3 separate regions of the Mus musculus genome follow, and all the other regions are linked to region 1. A link is a contact called in public Hi-C data. All regions are on one chromosome and are shown on one strand. Each heading gives the region's core, a stretch centred on a gene start, on an enhancer-like site or on the middle of the called end of the contact. The rest is flanking DNA. Distances are from core to core; before and after follow the strand shown. Region 1 overlaps Camk1d (calcium/calmodulin-dependent protein kinase ID). Region 2 holds the start of Sec61a2 (Sec61, alpha subunit 2 (S. cerevisiae)). Region 3 has its middle 14 kb from the start of Gm39755.

The links. Hi-C and Micro-C count contacts between places; a contact is called where the count stands out from the background.
Region 2: a Hi-C map of the N1E-115 cell line shows a contact between it and region 1, with 3 times the contacts expected there. The contact joins the promoter of Sec61a2 here to the enhancer-like site in region 1. A contact is called at or near these places in 1 of 39 promoter capture datasets (embryonic stem cells), 2 of 15 datasets of contacts at CTCF or cohesin (large pre-B cells and pro-B cells), 7 of 484 Hi-C or Micro-C datasets (the G1E-ER4 cell line, the N1E-115 cell line, bone marrow-derived macrophages and 2 more), 3 of 115 datasets of contacts at active chromatin or transcription factors (astrocytes and embryonic stem cells) and 2 of 9 other capture datasets (embryonic stem cells and macrophages).
Region 3: a Hi-C map of the N1E-115 cell line shows a contact between it and region 1, with 2.8 times the contacts expected there. The contact joins two enhancer-like sites. A contact is called at or near these places in 2 of 15 datasets of contacts at CTCF or cohesin (the NIH/3T3 cell line and large pre-B cells), 3 of 484 Hi-C or Micro-C datasets (the N1E-115 cell line, cranial neural crest and embryonic stem cells) and 1 of 115 datasets of contacts at active chromatin or transcription factors (stem cell-derived neural progenitor cells).

Annotation. Positions count from the first base shown.
Region 1 is chr2:5,395,279-5,398,026 of GRCm38.p6, reverse strand. All of the region lies in intron 3 of Camk1d (calcium/calmodulin-dependent protein kinase ID), which reads left to right. Among named protein-coding and RNA genes, the nearest start is that of Gm36906, 82 kb to the right of the region's middle. Within about 2 kb of position 1,431, at least 6 of the 459 cell types and tissues checked have an H3K27ac peak or open chromatin away from gene starts, as enhancers often do. A contact at or near this core is called in the N1E-115 cell line, where this site is marked.
Region 2 is chr2:5,894,062-5,896,809 of GRCm38.p6, reverse strand. Sec61a2 (Sec61, alpha subunit 2 (S. cerevisiae)) reads left to right here and starts at 1,378. Exons shown (of 12, transcript NM_021305.4): 1 at 1,378-1,553. The coding sequence starts at 1,547. Gm13267 (predicted gene 13267) reads right to left here and starts at 1,346. Exons shown (of 3, transcript NR_166420.1): 1 at 1,036-1,346. It also overlaps a transcript of Dhtkd1 not described here.
Region 3 is chr2:5,115,707-5,118,454 of GRCm38.p6, reverse strand. No RefSeq gene overlaps it. Among named protein-coding and RNA genes, the nearest start is that of Gm39755, 14 kb to the right of the region's middle. Within about 2 kb of position 1,359, at least 49 of the 459 cell types and tissues checked have an H3K27ac peak or open chromatin away from gene starts, as enhancers often do. A contact at or near this core is called in the N1E-115 cell line, where this site is marked.

The sequences.
Region 1 (2,748 bases), core at 182-2,681:
GGCCTGGAATTCACTCTGTATTGCAGACTGGCTTGAACTAACAGAGATCCACCTGCCACTACATAGTAAATGCTGGGAGTAAAGGCACGAACCACGATGCCCAGCTTTGTCTCCAGTTTTGAAGTAATTATTTCCTGGTGATTATAACACATGAAGTTTCCTCCGTGAGAAAAAAAATAAAAAGATCTGCCACAGAGGAGAAAATCAACATTTGCAAAAACAGACATTATACTGCAATCAGTAGCAATCCCCAGGCAGAACTGAATGGAAGGGCACATTAAACCAAATTATTTTAATGGGTTTCAGTAGTTGAGGTTTTCTGGAAAAGTCTACTACCAAAATGGAAACATGACCAAGCTCGTGAAACCTGTGTAACCTCTCAGGGGGCCATTGGCTCACATGATTTCAGTTAATTTTTAGTTTTATTCCTATTCAGTTGTCTCCTACTGCATGTGGTACTTGATCTTAAGATCAAGTTCAAAGCAAAACCTTTTACCATTCATAGACTCTTCATTTGGGTTCGTTTTCAGAAATAGGGAAATACTTCCAGTATTCCTCCTGAGGGTACACACTCTTAATCTTGATTAGATTCTGTGTAAACATAGATGTTTGACATTGATACAGCACAGGAAAGCTTCTTTTTTTTTAATTCCCAGTAAATGGTGTTTGAGTTTTCATACAACACAAGAATGGGGTGTGTGTGTGTGTGGTGTTTGTGTATGTGTGTGTGTGTATGCATGAGCATGTGTGTACATGTATATGTGTGTGTATGTGTGTGTGTACATGTGTCTCTGTGTGTGTATGTGTGTATGTGTGTGTGTGCATGTGTCTCTGTGTGTGTATGTGTGTGTGTTTGTGTGTGTATGTATGTGTGTGTTTGGTGTGTGTGTGCATGTGTATGTGTGTATTTGTGTATGTGTGTGTCTGTGCACATGTCTGTGTGTGTGTGTCTCTGTGTGTATGTGTGTGTGTGTGAGTATACATATGCAGATATGCATCTGGACTCCACTATGCTAGTACATGTGGAGGCCAGAGTCTGCCTTTGGGACGTCTTTTTCAGTTGGTTCTTCACCTTATTATTTTTTTTCCTTTTTTGAGATATGGTCTCACTGAATTTGGAACTTGCCATTTTGGCTAGACTCAATGGCCAACAAGCCCTTGGGGTCCCCCAGCACTGACTGGGGTTACAGTTACACACCACCATGTCTGGGTTTATTTTGTTGTTGTTGTTTTTGTTTGTTTGTTTTTGTTTTTGTTTTTGCATGGATGCTAAGGATCAAACTCAGGTCTGGTGTCCAGACTCACCACTGCTTTGTCTAATGCCTTTTTGCTGAAGTAAAGGTGCCCATGGGGTACAAAGCTAAGAGAAGGGTTTTAATTAACAGACACTCAAGCCACCAGATGGCTCCCTCTAGTTTTTAAATCTGCACTTAGGGGAGATAGATTGCCTTCCCTGAAAGGCAGCTTGATGGCTGAGTGGGTCTTCTGACTTCAGGCTGAACTGAGCAGTGTTATTGCTTGGCGTGCCACTTCTTTGATTATGAAATGGTGTTTGAGTTTTCATACAACACAAGAATGGTGTGTGTGTGTGTGTGTGTGTGTGTGTGTGTGTGTGTGCATGTGTGTACATGTATATGTGTGTGTATGTGTGTATGTGTGTTTGGTGTGTGATGTAATTAATTGATTAATGATGTAAGAACCTCAGGGCTGTTTCTACTCATGAGTCGTGACTTGATTTCACAGGCTTTCTCATTGTTTTAAAGCTGGAACCACCCATCTCTTGATCCTCCTCTCTTATGCTTCTTTTCTGAACACACAGGACCTTGAGAGTTTCACTGTTAGATCTCACCCTTCCCACGAACACTGAGAACAGACAGAGGAAGTCCCCACTGACTTCATATCATCTCTTCAATTTGCCTTTCTTTTCCCTATCGTCCTCTTGGGCATATTCACATTTGCAAAACACATCAGAGAGATTTGTTTGACTCATCAAAACCAAATAGAGGTACAGTGAAACCACTGTGGGGGGTTGACCCTACAGATTCTCTGACCAGACTGTGTTGAGCACCCTTTGTTTCATAAATGCTTCCCACAAGGTCTCACCATGCATCCCATTACACTACTGAAGAATGGAGGGAGACATTCCCCTGATTTTGCTCTGACCAAAAATGAGCCAACATAAAGGAAGCAAGCTGGATGGAGTTGACCTAAATGATTGTCCTCACTTATTTTAGGGTCATACCTTCTATGTACCATCCTTTTCCCCACACCAAACACTTATAGTCTCCCTCCTCCTCCTCCTCCTCCTCCTCCTCCTCCTCCTCCTCCTCCTCCTCCTCTTGGAACAGGCTTTCTGTTTTCTTGTTTAATTTCTGTTTTAATTTCTGGTGTCAGAGAACAAACCAGGACCACTGAGCTAAATCCCTGACCATCATTTAATTTAATTTAATTTAATTTAATTTAATTTAGGATGGTGTCTTGCTAAGTTGTACAGGCTGGTCTTGAACTTAGGATTCTGTGTCTCAGGCTCTTGAGTAATGGATATCACTGTCATATCTATATGCACCTGAGAGGTCAAACCTACTCCATCGACTTCATCTTAAAAACAGAAAAAACAACCAACCAACCAACCAAACAAACAAACAAACAAAAAAACCTGAAAACTTGACCAGCAGCTAAATCCAAGCTGCACCTAAGTGCCTGCAAGGACCCCATGGCCTGTCCTTGGTCCATACCCCAGAATCACTC
Region 2 (2,748 bases), core at 129-2,628, 500 kb before region 1:
CTCCATCATTGTGCCATCTCTTTAACCCTTTCCCTCCCTTTCCTTTCTGCATCCTTCAGTCCTTCTTTCTTTTGCCGAGCCTTATGAATCTTGTCACTTCATTACTACTTATATAAATCTGTAAAGTTTCAAAGGCAAGTTTAATAAGAATAATAGTGTATATTTAAGTTTAAAAAAACCATAATGTACCTTTATTCTCTTATCTTTTGGTTTCTTAAATTAAAAGATATTAAAACTCTAAGATGGAATTTAATATATTTAAAAATGTTTTTGTCTTGCTCTTTCTAAATTTCTTCCTATGCTGCCTCTCACAAGTTTATTATTTCTTGTTACAGTTTTCCCTGACAGAGCTATGAAAATGTCTTCTGCCTTTCTACCTTTATATCAGCCACATTCTGAATTGTGTTGCAGAAAGGGACATTTGAATTATTTCATATGAAACACTACTGTATTTTCTTTCCTCTTAAAAATGTTAGTTTTTCTTATCTGCTGTCCATAATTATGCATGTTTAATGTTCAGTGAGAACTAGAGCTTCAGTTATGTAATTAGTAAGTTGAAATATTAAAAATAATGAATTTTGCTTAAAATGACACATTATTCTTTTTTTTTAATTAGGTATTTTCCTTGTTTACATTTTCAATGCTATCCCAAAGGTCCCCCATACCCACCCCCCATATATCACATTATTCTTAGCAAAATAAAAATTACCACCTTGAAAGAACCATTTTACTCAAATTTCTTATGTTTTCCATATATTTCCTATTTGGGAAAAATAGTCTGAAATTAACTTCTCTAATTTACCTATATTACCTTGGAAGTTTTACTGGGTTTTTTTTGGGGGGGCGGGTTCGAGACAGGGTTTCTCTGTGTATCCCTGGCTGTCCTGGAACTCACTCTGTAGACCAGGCTGGCCTCGAACTCAGAAATCCACCTGCCTCTGCCTCCCGAGTGCTGGGATTAAAGGCGTGCGCCACCACCGCCCGGCCTAAAAAGGTTTCTTTCTGAAAAAGAGAGACAGATAAAAGAGTTTATACCTCTTGATGCCTTGATGTCTATTTTGAAGATGGGGAAGTACTGGAAAGTACTATTGTCTGCAGTGTATTACCAGTTTTCACAAATGTCTAAGAAGTTACAGTTAAGATGGGGCGGAAAGAAAAGTCTGGCTCAGGTAGCTCAGCTCTAGGCCTTGGGGTACCTGGACCAGGAAACCTTATCTAGAAAACAGCTTTGAAAAGGAAAACCCTTGTCCTGGAGTAGAGCAACTAAGAACCGCCCACCACGGCAGGCCGCCCCGCCTCTTGCCATCCAGTCCCGCCCCCGCCGCCGCGCCAACGGTGACCATAGCAACGCGGTGGACGTCCGCCAACGGCCAGGCTAGGTCTGGGAGGAGCCTAGAGCGCATGTCACATGACTCTGTGGGCGGAGCTTGTGCGGGGACGGCCAGAGCGTGTCCCCAGCCTCCGCCGCCTAGGCCAGAGTCGTGAGGAACGGAGCGGAGGCAGCTGCGAGGCCGCGGGTGCCCGCCGGGTGTGCTGAGCCGCCGCCATGGGCAGTGAGTGTGGTGGCTGGAGCGCGAACCTCGAAGGCCGCGGGTCCTTTCGGGCTGTGGGCAGTGGAGTCGCTTACTCCTTGGGGTGGTCTTGGGTGCGGGGGATGCGCAGGCCTCGTTGGGGTCGCCACGGGCAGAGCGAGCTGGGGACCCGCCAAGGCGCCTCGGGTCAGCGAGGCCTTGCCCGGCGGGTCACGGGAACTCAGAAGTCCCGGTTTGCTCCCCTTAGGAGGCGAGGAGCGAGGATGGCGCGGGGAGGCCATTGGCTGGGGGCGGGGGGTAGTTAGCACACTCCACGGCTTGGACCACTTGGGCTTTTTCTGAATCTCAGGAAACTCATTAATTTTTAAATTATTATTCTTGAATCACGCTTCCTTGGTGTGTTGCGACGAATAAGTCTCCCTTTTTTTAAAAAAATATTTTTTATTAGGTATTTTCCTCATTTACATTTCCAATGCTATCCCAAAAAGTCCCCCATAACCTCCCCCACCAAGTCTCCCTTTTTTAAAAATGTGATTCGTAGCATGCGTTTTAGGGGAGGAAAGGCGTGTGATCAGTAGCTCAGCATTTTCCTAGATTAATTCTTCCCAGTCATTCTGTAGTGTTCATTGAAAACTGTAAGTTGGTGCGCAAGGTATGGACGAGGCCTCGCATTATAAGATCCTTCCAGGGCCCTGCCCAATCACTCACCCTCATGTATTTTCACACAGATACTTTACCTAGCAGTTCACATGTTTGTGTATAAAGGGATAACGTTGCGATGCACTCCATTGGCTAACAGTAGACATTTGGGGAAAATTGGAAAGGAAATAAGAGACCCTTGGCCTTGAATTGTGAATAAAAATGGAATTGTGCAACACGGGGAGAGGCAGTACATGGCGGCACGCAACAGCGTTTTTTGATCCTGAACGCCAGTACAGTAATTCATAAACTAGCAATAAATCTCGGAGAGTAGCCTGGGCTGAGATGGGGAAGGGAGGCGATTCTAGACAGTTTCCCAGTGTTGTGACCCATAGTTGTTGTTTTTTTAATTGCAGGTAAATGTTTTCAGAATTTAGATTTACTTTTTTTTTTTTTTTTTTTTTTTTAAAGATTTATTTATTTATTATATGTAAGTACACTGTAGCTGTCTTCAGACACTCCAGAAGAGGGAGTCAGATCTCGTTACGGATGGTTGTGAGCCACCATGTGGTTGCTG
Region 3 (2,748 bases), core at 110-2,609, 280 kb after region 1:
CCCAGCATCTTAGAGCTACCTCTTACTCCAGGTCCAGAGGACCCAACATCCTCTTCTGGATTTTGTAAGCATCTCTAAGCCAGAGAAAACACACACAAACACACATGTACACATAGATTTTTTAAAAAGGGTTTTGTTAGCAGTAAGACAAGTAATAAATTTTTACATTTTTTTTTCATTTGGGCTTCCAGAAGCTATACTTATCAGATGCGTTTTATTTTGTTTGCCATGACACCTCACCTGCACATTGGGTGGCTGTGGACTGAGTGGTCTTTTCTGACACCAATTATTCTCCAGCCTGAGGAGAGCCTGTGCTCTGTTTTTACACTCTGAGTCTTGCTGTCAGGTCAAGAGCCCTTTGCAGATGAGGAATGAGTCATAAAACAGAATCTGGGCTCAGCTAGTTACTGGAAATAACACCATCATAACACCAAGCACCAACTCGTCCTGATGGGTATTATACTTTATTTTCTTCTCCTCTTAATCTTTAAGAAGAATTAAGGTTACTCTCTCCCTAGCTCTGTAACTAGATGGTTACAGTTAGGTGTGTCTTGAAATTATATACAAGAACACTTTCCTTGTCAACCCTTAATAACCTACAGCTTTTACAAATTGCTTCCTTTATTTTTGTTTTGTTTTGCCATAGTTTCTACAGAAATTAATTCTAGAGGCCTGTAGTCTTTACCTGGAACATTTTGAACGAGAGCGTAGTTTTCAGATCGAGAATGACTTCGTTCTCTGCCACACGGTCAAGCTTTAAATGAGCGTTATGGAATACAGGTGTTACGGGTATTAGAACACTGTGCAATTTGTGCTGTGGTTGGATACCTGGAAGAGGGGGGGTGATTTTCAAAAGCAAGAGGGGGTAATAAACCTGAATTGACTTCAGTTCTCCAAAATTTAGGAAACACTCTACATTCTGATCTAATCCTTAATGAAACTACAGGTAATGCATTTAAAGGGATTTAAAATGGAGCCAAGAAGCATATACACTAAATGTACTGTACCCCACCCCCAGAGGCTCTGTTTAATCTCTTAATAGTCGCTGTAACCCAAGCCTTTTCTCCACTCTAGCAGGAATCTGACAGTCCTGTTCATTAAACTCTCTAATCAAAATGCCTCCAGAGAGCCAGCGATTGCAACAGTGCTGTCTGGGGTGGCTCCTCCACCCCCAGGGTGCAGTTCCCAACTTTCTACTTCCTCCTGGTGAACAGATCTCTCCTTTCCCCAGACCTGAAATTTCCTTTCCCCTCACGAATCTTCATCAGCAATTAAACAAAGGATACCTCCTCCTCCCCAGGGCTCCACCACTGCTCCCTTTGTTTCCATGGCAATCTGGGCACTTCATACAGAACTTTCAAAGGCTGCTTTGGTATTAGCTGTACTGATGGTCACTTGGAAACAAAAGTGCTGGGAAACAGAGGCTAGTGTGGCAGTGAGCTGGATGGCTGTGGTGGCTGGGAGGTGGGGAGGAGGGAGCACCAGGGATGACCTTAGAGAAGGCTCAGTGTCTAGCCTTGTCAATTCCTCTGCCAGTGGACATTTCCCAGAACCCAACACTTCCGGAGGAGAGGCAATCCCTCCACCGCAAATTCTTCCGATGGACGCTGTCACATTCTGAAGAGGCTAATTAGAACCAGACTCAACCATCAAGAATGGTTTTCATTTGTCATATTTTATCAGGAAATTCTATACAACCTTTAAAAATGTGGCATCTTCCTCTCTGTCCCTTTCTCGATGTCTCCTCATTGTCCTAAGACACTAAAACACCAATCATTAATTCACTGATAGCTATTGTTCTCCCAGCATTCCCCAGTATCTGATAGGTCCTGATCTCATTGACTCAACTCAGTCCAACAATAAGAGCTGTTATATTGACCCCATTTTATTGATAAAGAGCTGAGCATCCCCATGTCAAAAGGTCACAGAACATAGTCTAATGTGAGTGAATCAGGGCACTTGGGAAGTTGAGCAATCTCCCTGCAGCATCCAGTTGGTTCCCTTACTCACTTCCCCAACTTCCTAATCAAAGCAAAAGCTGCTTCTGCTGTGCTTCAGGAACCTGTTTCCTTTTACCCAGTTCAGTTAGAGAAACGACCCAAAGGAAATCTATTCATTTCAGCTTGGGGACTGGGGAGACAGCTTAATTGGTAAAGAGCTCGCCTTGCAAGCATGAAGACCTGTGTTTGATCCCAAGAGGTTTTTGTTTTGTTTTGTTTTGTTTTGTTTTGTTTTGTTTTGTTTTGTTTTGTTTTTAAGCCAGAGACAGGTTTGGTAGTGTGTATTTGTAATCCTCAACAGAGGGATTTCTGGGACTCACTTACCAGCCAGCCTAGTCTAAGTTCAAGTTCAGTGAAAGGTAAGAAGTTGTCTCAGAAAGAAGGTGGGACCAGTAAGGGGATGGGGAAGTGCTTGCCCCCAACCCCAGTGATCTAAGTTTTAACCCCAGGCTCCAAGTGGTAGGAGAGAGACAGCGCTCTCAAGTAGACCTCTGACCTCTACACACATGATGTGGCATGTGCACATGCACACACAGATACAGACACACACTCTCTCACACACACATACACACACACTGAATATAAATGAACAAATAAATGTGATAACAAAAGAGGGAGGATGGTACCTGTCTTAGTCAGGGTTTCTATTCCTGCACAAACATCATGACCAAGAAGCAAGTTGGGAAGGAAAGGGTTTATTCAGCTTACATTTCCACACTGCTGTTCATCACCAAGGAAATCAGGACTG